3 separate regions of the Drosophila melanogaster genome follow, and all the other regions are linked to region 2. The links are chromatin contacts, called in public Hi-C and targeted proximity ligation maps. All regions are on one chromosome and are shown on one strand. The core of a region is the stretch at or near the end of the contact, and the rest is flanking DNA. Distances in the headings are between cores, read along the strand shown. Region 1 holds the start of Dnaaf5 (Dynein axonemal assembly factor 5). Region 2 holds the start of kibra (kibra,). Region 3 holds the start of Kpc1 (Kip1 ubiquitination-promoting complex subunit 1).

Evidence for each region. Hi-C and Micro-C count contacts between places; a contact is called where the count stands out from the background.
Region 1: a Hi-C map of the Kc167 cell line shows a contact between it and region 2, with 3 times the contacts expected there. A contact is called at or near these places in 4 of 107 Hi-C or Micro-C datasets (the Kc167 cell line, the OSC cell line and wing imaginal disc).
Region 3: a contact with region 2 is called in a targeted proximity ligation map of the Kc167 cell line, with 2.7 times the contacts expected there. A contact is called at or near these places in 4 of 107 Hi-C or Micro-C datasets (the Kc167 cell line and the S2 cell line) and 2 of 7 datasets of targeted methods (both in the Kc167 cell line).

What each region holds. Positions count from the first base shown.
Region 1 is chr3R:14,359,845-14,363,115 of dm6, forward strand. It overlaps Dnaaf5 (Dynein axonemal assembly factor 5), which reads right to left and starts at 1,942. Exons shown (of 1, transcript NM_169581.2): 1 at 1-1,942. The coding sequence starts at 1,293. The region is part of intron 1 of NK7.1 (NK7.1,); the gene reads right to left.
Region 2 is chr3R:14,723,006-14,726,467 of dm6, forward strand. It overlaps kibra (kibra,), which reads right to left and starts at 1,256. Exons shown (of 9, transcript NM_001300400.1): 1 at 306-1,256. The coding sequence starts at 568. CG7530 reads right to left here. Exons shown (of 6, transcript NM_169599.2): 4 at 3,035-3,142; 5 at 2,452-2,925; 6 at 1,755-2,384. The coding sequence ends at 2,154.
Region 3 is chr3R:15,194,077-15,197,501 of dm6, forward strand. It overlaps Kpc1 (Kip1 ubiquitination-promoting complex subunit 1), which reads right to left and starts at 2,134. Exons shown (of 11, transcript NM_142168.2): 1 at 1,787-2,134; 2 at 1,482-1,728; 3 at 1,191-1,336; 4 at 389-1,129; 5 at 42-324. The coding sequence starts at 1,950. CG42542 reads left to right here and starts at 2,522. Exons shown (of 6, transcript NM_142169.4): 1 at 2,522-2,561.

The sequences.
Region 1 (3,271 bases), core at 692-3,191, 360 kb before region 2:
TCTCATATAAGACTCACGGGCATTTCGTTCCAGGCCATCGAAGCCGTGATCTATCCAGGCATCGTAGGACAACAGACGACCCATCAAATCCGCCACCTTGGCGGCTTCCGCATTGACTTCTGCCACATGATCGATACAGGCATGGGCCAAATCCCCGTAGATCTCAAAGAACTTGGCAGTCATGGCAGCCTCGGCGTGCAAAACAAATTGATAGAGTAGCTTCAGGGCGTGGAGGCGTACATTATCCTTCCAGTCGCTTGTTTCCCGGGTAATAAGTTGCAAGAGTCGCAAAGATCGTTGCACCAATCCACGACATCCTATCGTAGGTCGCTTGACATCTTTCGGGTAATTCTCAACGGGCAAATCGCTTATTTCCTGTTGTGACAACTCGGCTTCGTTTTCATTGAAATATTGTATGCCACACTTGAGCCATTGCGGGTATATGTGGTTCAGAACCTCCGGAGATTCGTCTTTTAGGCAACAAAGAACCAGCGGTAGAATTCTCTCAAAGAAGGAATAGCGATCCAATAGTTCCATTAGCATAAGAATGCCCATCTGACCGACTTCACGGCGAACCAATGGCATGGTGTCCATAAGTAGGGGCGACACCTCATTGAAGAGCCTTCTCATTGCATCGCCACTGGCGTCCATGTGTAGACTCAGCCTGGCGATGGCTTGAATGGCCGATATCCTGGCCTGTGCATGCTTGTGATTCAACATTGTGTAAAGAGGTAGCAGAATGGATTCTGTAAAGGGACGAAACTCCTGGGTATCAGCCAAACGAGAGAGAGTAACCACAGCGGAGCATCCTTCGCGCTGCACCACCGGATAGTCATCCTTGATAGACTTAATCAGAATCTTCACCACCAAGGGATAGCACTCCCTGAAGACGCCCACATTTTCCATTTTCTCATACAGGCAAATCATCAAATTCAGTTGCGCAATGTAGAGGAGACGGATTTCCTCGCTGGGCTCCACGGTTTCGGCCTTTCCCATCCGCTCCGCCAAAGTTGAAACCACATTCATCAGGTGGAAATCCGTGGGCGGAAGACTTGACAAAAAAGCGCTTACCACTTGAATGGCTTTAGAGCGAACGCTTTCGAATCTATCTTCGTAGCATTTCAGTAGATGCAGATACAGTTTATCGAAAACATCGGCTATTTTGTCAGCACTCTCGGAATTTGTTGCTTCTTTGCACTTATCGAGCAGTTCATCCAGAACTGTGGTCTTCAGACGTCGATCGGAGCTCTCCAGATCCGAGCAAATCTTCTGGCTATCAATATCGAAGCCCATTTTGGAATTTATTTAATAATTCTTTTGAAAATTATTGATCAAGATATTGCAAAGTGTTCAGCAATTGATTTCGTAAATAAATATGAAAATATGAATTTATACTTTTATATTTTTTTAAGGCATACTTGCTAAAGTAGTATTGAATATATAATTACAGTTTTTCTTGCTTTGAGCTGCTGTATATGTATTTAATATCTTCTTAATTTTAAAACTGTATCTTACTTGCGAAGGATTTCTGATTCTTTTATGAAATCTTTTTTTTCCTTAGTTCTTAGCTTCTTTTTAGTGGTTTTTAAATGTAAAATTCCGTTTTAGATATTTTTGCCATTTGCTGTTGTGGATTTTTGTTTTTCGTAGTAAAGGTATTAGTTGCAGTGAATTCTCCACATTCAATCTTCCAATCCAGAATTTTTAAGATACTTTTTTTCGCCGGTTTCTCAAGCTGCGCGAGTGTGATTTTTGTTTAGCTGCTTTTCATAGATTTCTAGGCTGCAAAACGAGAATGTTTAAACGTTACTCAAGCGTCAAACACACCGGTTGCTATGGCTACACAAAAGATAACAGTTTTCGTTATATTCTCTCATTTATTTTTGTTTATTTCACCCAAACAAAATTACACGACAACGTGCCCGCAAGCCAATTGCAGAATGATCAGCTGTTTGTGAGTCAAGAAAGTGCTGTAAAGCTGGCGAAAAAAGTGCTGGAAAGCTTCGGTTTGGCGCGCATTTTCGAATGCCTCTCGTTTTCCCCTTTGTGTTTGAAGCGCTATCGCTTATTTGCCGAGCTAATTAGGTGCAACCATAAATGAAATTTCTTGGGAAAAAAAGAGCAGGGAAGTAGGAGCAGCCAGCGGCTGTCTTTTTATGAGTTCGACTCTGGGCGGCGATCCATAAAATAAGTGTTTCTGTGCCGCCCGTGGCTCACATTCGTAATGCCTTATCTTTGGAGCGGGCTATCTAATTGCGTTGTCGTTTCTTATCAACAGAACGACAATATCTAAGATTGATTGCCGGCACAACTAGCCGACAGGCTGACGGAATGACTAGCTGACGAACTGACTGACTGACGGACTGAGTGACTGACTGGCTAATGAAAGGAAATCATATAAAATGTCTATTTTTATCGCAACTTAATTGCATTTGTGGGTCACCGAAATTAGGGTTGTAATGAGCACACCACACGAGAAATGCGGGCTTTGGCCGCAGATAAGCAGAAAATGGCAGTATCGATATCGAATGATATTATAATTAACTCAGGTAAGCGGCTCAACACAGTATCGTTAATCTCGTGGGAAGATCAGACTAATGAAATTGCTGATTTTCATTTTGAAATTGCTGATTTTCATTTTGAAATAATGATTTTCCCTTACATTTTGCTTACAAATTGGAATTATCAGGCGTTGTAAGTAATTAGTTGTTTTGATTATGTTACAATCATTCATTAAGAATAAAATATCCCTTGTTTGTAAAATAAGTATATATAGTATAAATATATATATATAAAGTAGCACTCATAGGTAGTAACCAGAAATTGATAAGGTAGAATTAAATATTCAAAAAATTAATGTGGTTTTATACCCATAATGGATTGCACTCTATTCCGCATTGTTTTAATATTATGATAAGGTAAAAAGGTCTTTTAACAATATAATTCGAAAATCTGTTGACTGTGGGAATTTTGAAGAGGTCCCGTTTTTAAGCGGTGGTAAAGGTAAAGAAAAAGGTAACGTTGCCGTGGATATTAATCCGTAGATTGTGAGGCATGCAACCCGGTCTGCTATCCGTTGTTGATCTTTCCATTTGAATTTCATTTAATGCCCGTTGTGTGTGTGCCGATTATTTTTTTCTTGTTTTTATTCAATTTCCCTTTCGTTATCCCATCTGTAGGGTTGCTCCTCTCCAGATAGATTGGCGTGCCCAGTTTCGCTGGGCATATTTTATGAGCGTTTCGTTTGCTCCTCTACCTACTGTCGAAAATT
Region 2 (3,462 bases), core at 6-2,505:
GCCAAGAATTTTATTCTATTTTAATTTGATTCTCAATGAGTTATCTGCTTCACTTATTAGCCATTAAGCAGCAATTGGGGTTTATAAGCACTCTTGATAGTTTGCGATGTTAAAGCATCTATAACTTATTTAAAACACAACCTGTTGGTTTGGTCATTCGTTATGTATGCCTCATTTCTGATAATTGTTCTAGTAGTTTTAATAAGTTTAAACTAACTTTCCAAATGCAAATATCTTATAATTATATTTCAGATCGCCCTTGTTTCAATTTCGTTTCTTTAATTGACCCTTTCCGGAACACTTACCAATCTCTGGGATCCAGCCAGGTGGTCTTCTTGTTGATATGATCTATGTAATAGGTCTTGCCATCGAAATCCTTGGCGATATCCCAGCCATCGGGAAGTGGGAAGTCGCTGTGGTGTTGTTGCTGCTGCTGATGATGCGTGTGTTGTTGTTGTTGCTGTTGTTGATGATGATGATGATGTTGCTGTTGCTGCTGTTGGGGTCGCAGGTGGTGGGGATGCAGATGATGCTGCGATTGCGATGCGGTTTGTTGCAGATTCGGCATTTTAACTTTGTTTCTCGCCGTGTACTTTGGTTAGTCTGAGAAAACGTCGTTGTTGCTGGATTTTTCACCCGACGCGCGCCTTTTCTTTCTTTTCGCTATTGCTATCTACGTTTGCTTCTTTTTTCGGGGGGTTTCTCTTTGCGCTGTTTACATTAGCAAAGACATTTCAATTCCGTTTCTTTTGCTCCGGCGATAATGGAGACCGACCCGCACACACACACACACAACACGGCCACACGGTGACGGGCGTAGAGGCACACACCGAGCCAACTCGAATACACACGCGCGCAGGGGAGAGAGAGCGGGAGAGCGCGGGCGCGCTCTCAATTATTTATTTACTTTTTTCGTAACTGCATTCCATTCCAGCTCAAACACACGCACACATATGGGGGACGAACACAAGCGCACACGATCACTGCTCACAGTTGGTGCTGCTTCTTTTCATTTCTTGTTGTTGCAAGCGTTTGAACTCCTTTACTTATTTTCTTATTTTCGCCTAATTGAAACTAATTAACGACGATAATCCAACCATCCACTTGGTGTTCACAAAAAAATATGTACTTCAGTTTAGTGAGTTCGCGCCGTCGCCGATCTCTTCGGTTCCGGAATTCCTTGGGGGAGCAGCAAAAAACACGAGTAGCGCGCTTGATGACCGTCCGATTCGGATTCGGAATTTGTTTTGGTAACATTCGCTGCTAGTGGTGTAGCAGAAAACATCGCATTGCATATCGATACACTCGCGGCGATGTTATTCGATGTATTGGTTGATATCGATATTATAGGCTGTATTGACGCGGTTGCAGAGATGCGATATTTAACAATCATGCACGAAAAGTATTTATTGTTATTTGGCTTGTGTAGTCCCCAAGCATAGGTGTAATTGTTGAGGGAAGAAAATAGGAGTTGTACGTTCAAAGATCGGCTTGGTAACAGGAACTAGTTCGGTTCTTCAAGCGATGTTAATCAAAGCCAGTTCCGATAGATCATGTTAACTCGCTCTGTTAACAATTACTGTTATCTTAATCCTAACATTTCCGTTACATTTTAAAAACAGAAAAAGAAAAAATTTAAAAAAAAAGACTGTAAACTGAGTTACGCATTTCGAAATCAATATGTATCCCAACCATAGATAGAAAAATAAATTATGTTTCCGAAACATAACTTCAATAAAACCACAATTTCGCTTGCTTTGTACGTTTGATATTGTATTTGCATTTTATGAATTGTAAAAATTGAGTCAACAAGACTAACACAGCTTCAGCTCAAGACACATGCAATTTCATTGACATTGTTTAATTGTATATATTAAAGGAAATCAATTAGGATATAAAGAGAGAAACCTTTTTGCCGCTTATGCGATGCCAACTATCTGGATCTGGATTGTCTAACACGAAACCCTAACTAATTGGTAAATTAAACATAAATTAATCATATCGGTCAACAACTACAACTAAATATTAGTTATTAGCGGATAAAGAGCGCCCCATAAACTATTTACACTAAGCTTTAGTCTACTAGAGTCCCGGATTCCATCTCCGCTCCTCGGATCTTCGGATCTTAACTCAGATGTTCGGATCTTCAAGTTCTAGGAGAGAACTGGTGCAGTGCATCCGTTATTCAGGCGATACTCGGCATAGACCAGTCCGGTGTTGTGCCAGTGATAGAAGGCGGCCACGATGATCAGGTGCCACCAGTTGTGCGAATGCCCAACGAAGTCCACCTTGCCGGTGAACCAGCGCTCCGGAATCTTGGCCGCATAGAAAACGAAGGCGACGAGGCAGAGCAAGTACATGAGCACGATGCGGGGCACCATCAGCTGCAAATGGTAATGATTGATGGATTAGCAAATGACAAGATTCCATAAATTTCCAACTGATGCCTACCCTGACTAGCTCGTTCTCCAGACCGCCCATGGCCACCGCCCAGTGGCCCAGAGGTATGATTCCATAGGCAGACCAGAGTAGCAGCACCGCCACCTTGCCGTTCATGGACACATTCAAACGGGGTATCTGCACGGCAATGGCCAGTGCGAACATGCCCAGTGCAATCGTGGAGTACAGGGTGCGCAGGAAGGTGTGGCACCAGAAGGCATAGTACATGCCACTGATATAGATGGCCACCAGCGACAGCGAAATGCCCAGGAAGTCAACGGACAGAAAGAGCTCGTAGTGCTCCTCCGATTTGCAGGAGAAGATGTGGTATATGGCGGACATCAGCATGCACAGACAGAAGCAGACCAGCAGGCAGACCACCAGCACCTGGTCGCTCAGGGAGGCGTGGAGGCGCAGGAACTGCAGATCGAAGATGGTCAGTCCAATGAACAGGATGCAACCGGCCAGATGGCTCCAGATGTTGATCTATGAAAAATATAGCAATAATAATGTTATAATAATAGGGAATAGAGTTTAAGGAAAACTATTGTAGCTCCAATTGGAATGGAGTATCATTCTAGTGTGGCAATCTTACCGTCTCATTGGTCCACCAGAAAATGCTCTGCAGGCACATTTTTGTGGAAGGTAGAAAGGTGCGGTATCCGCGACGAATGTACGGGTTGAACTTCAGGTGACTGGGGGCCTGTATCGAAAGCACAAGTGAATAAACATTCCAAATAAATACAAAATTTTCCAAGCCGATAAGACATGCAAATCGCATGCGTGTAGCATTGAAAATAAAATAAAAACCAAATAGACAAAATGACAAAATAAAATAGAAACAAACGGAATAATTCGAGGATCTGGCACCCCGCCGAATGTAAAAAAAAAAAACCAAAAAGCTTTCCATTTGCTTCAATTGAAAGAAAATAAAACTAATTAATCCAATTTGTGTTGTTAGCAATCTTGTATGGGAATTGATTAAATGCCAAATACTGTGTATATTATTTACTTTCTTTGAAT
Region 3 (3,425 bases), core at 884-3,383, 470 kb after region 2:
ATCTATTAAAACCGTGCAAAATCATCATTGGGCACACTTACCCTTTGCTCCATGCTGAGATCGATTACGTAACGACGCAATTTGCTCAAAAATATTGAGCGGCTTGACGGACTTTCCCTTGATCCGTCCGAGTTGATCATCAGCGTGCAGAGAAGATCCTTTTGCGCTGTATACAGTGGCTCCGTAACTTTGCGCACCTTCTCGACAACATTCAGATATTTTTCCTTGGGGCCATCGATGCCCTCCGTCCAGGCCATACTGTCAGGCAGCAGTTCCTCCATGATGTAGAACTCCAGTGGATGTATGTAGAGGAAAAATGCAAGACTAAATGAAAAAATTATTCGAATTTAACACTCAGGATTACACGAGTTTTATCTTTTATCCGTACCAGTGCTTTTTGAACAGCTTTCCTTCCAGCAGATACTTTCTGGTCTGTTCGTGCAGGCAAAGGCAATGCAGCATTCCGAGCGCCTGGCGATGCTTCTCATAGTCCAGGCCCTGTATCGTATGCGTAAAAGTACCCAGCAAAGCGTTCACCAACTTCCGCAACACAAACTTGATCTCGTCGCCTTCCATGTAGTTCCAGAAGAGAGATAACAAGCCATGGAGTACGCTGTAGGAGTTTTCCTTCTCGGACGCTAAATTTGTCATGCTCGAGATCTTTCTGAGCAGGACATCTTCGATGATATATGGATCAAATATCTCATTGGTGAACTTCTCAATCAGCAAGGTGGCAAATATGCAGTACACGGTCTTTTTAGTGGAAACGCGAGCATCTGCGCCATTCGTTGGTGCCATCCCAGATTGGGCGTTATACTTGGAAAATATGCCAGCGAGGTTGACCAAGTAGTTCATCAGCAGGTTGGCCCGTTGCAGCTTAAGGATAGGTCGAGCCATTAGCGGCTGGAAGCCCGATACCGGATACATAAAGGGACGATTGCCAAAGTTCGCCTCGATGCCCTGCGTGTAGCCCAAGGAGATGGCTGCGAAGAAGGAGATGCCCGGACCCTTTTCCAACTTGTTGAACGCCACGCCCATGGAACGGCCATTTCGATAATATTCGATCACTTCCTTATCCACGTCAATAGTCACGCCAATAACGTCGCCAATCTGCCATTTGTCGCCGTACCTAGGAAAGCAATTATATACATATAAATCCTGAATCAATGTTGAATAAATGGATATCTTACTTTTTGGTGGATATATGCCAGATCTGCTGTTTGCTGCCATCGTATCCATAGCTGGACTTGGTATCTCCCACCCCGCTGTTTTCGTTAAACTGGCAGGAGTTGGAGGCCCAACCAATCTGCATTACGCCCTTAGTGTGGAGGTGGATCTGTATATAAATGACACGTTCTTAGTACGCACGAGCAACCCACACTCCTCAATACGAGTCAATGACCGGTGGTCAACCACCGTCGAATCTACCACTCATTCCCCAATCTTTAGCTACTCCTCCCACTCCATGTAATAGCGATTACCTCATACATCCAGCGACCGCCGTACACGCAACAATTAGCCCGGACCGTGTTGAAGCTGCCCTGGGAGCGCAGGGCTAGGCGATCCGAGGATACCCGCACTGTAGTCGTATAGTCCACATCGAATATGGTAAGATCCGGGCCAATGCGGCTCTCTGTCTCCATGTACAGGCGCCGAATCTCTTCATTGCTGTCGGTCTGGATTTGTTGGAACTTGTCATCTAGCCAGGTTCGCACTATGAGCATCTGCCTAAGGGAAAGGATTGTCCATTGAAAAGTTTAACCTCAGCGGCTAAGGACACTCCTACTTGGTAACTGATAAATCGGCGAGCTTTGCGGGTCTCGGATCCGGAACCGTCGAGCAATTAGCGCCCTCCAAGTCATCGTCCAGATCCGAATACAGGTTATCGTGGTCCACCTGCTCGAATATATCCTCGTTGAATACTTTCACGAATAATTTTGATATCGACATTTTGGCTCTGTCATTTCAATGCCAGCTTTCTCCAGCCACACAAATTCGAGTCCGATTCCGAGCTCGACCGTCACAAAAAGGAATTCTTTAGCTTTAGGGATGGTAAACTCAGACACTCCTTGTGAATCTGCTTAACGGTGGCAAGTATCGGGTCACGCGACAAGCCGATGATTTTTTAACAAATTTGAATTTTGACAAAATATTATACAGTTTTCTTTCTGGATATCTGACCTGTAACAATTTGTTGCCAAGCTGTATCAAAATTCTGTTATCATAGACCGAATTTTAAAATTTAAAAACTAATGCAAGTTTCTTGAAATATAGATAGTTGTATTAAATAAGTGGACCTTGTCATTCAAATTATGAATTTGAATCAATATTATGTGTACATACATACAAATTTATTATAACGTAACTATTGTATTGACCCCGCAAAATATCGCTCACATTTGCTCCTCCCTAATACTTCCATCCTGCTCTTTGGTACAGTATGCTCCATCTCGTTCTAAAGGCGCTAACAAGCAGCTGTTCAAATTCAACATCGTTGTGCAGTACTGCTCGTCTTCAAGCGCTTCCTAACACCGAGTGAAACGAAAAGTACTTCTCGATATGTAAGGACGTGTTTTCTGTGCTCTGCTAGTTAAGCTAATTAAATTACAAGTTGGCGTTGATTCATGACAAATGAGTTACCAAAAGAACAACTCTACGCTGCTTAAACGTGTGATATTTGCGAGCAGTACAGTTACCTTTCGGTTAATTGACAATTTGCTGTCGTCAGCGACCGAGTGTTTCTGATAGTGGTGTCCGACAACTAGCTAGATCTGGCGGGAAAAGGCTTAAAAGTGAAACGCAATGAAAACAATGCTCATAATGGCGGCTGTTAAATAAATAAATTAGCAATCACACAGTTGACCTTGTGCCAATAACTTTGCGTGGAGAGTATTAACAATTAAATACGCTGAAAATAAAACAGCTAACTGGTCAGCGATGCGAAGTGAAACCGTTAAGATTATTTGTTGTTGTTGCGTGTCTTACAAAAATAGAATTCGCGAAAAGAAATAGAAGGGAAACAGAAATCATTGCCAACCATTCGAAAACAAGACCATTACAACATACGTACATATCTGGGCATAAATGAATATTACTTCTGATTATACATGGGTATATTTGTTTGTAGTCGAGGCAATTGATTTATCTGCCCGTTCTCGACCCGTTTCTTGTTCTTATTTATTTTTTTGCGCGGCAATCAACGCGAATTTCCGAATGTGTGTGTGAGTTTGTAATTTGAATTCAGTTAAAATGAACTGGAAATACGTATGTATACGTATTAATTAATAGTTATTTACAATGTTTCAGTTGCTTCAACTATTCCCGCCAAACCACCCTCGCAAAATATATAGTTTTCTTATCACTTCTCTCCATTACAAGTAATATAAGACCCACATACGTAACTACTGAGCTCTCAAAGAATCAGC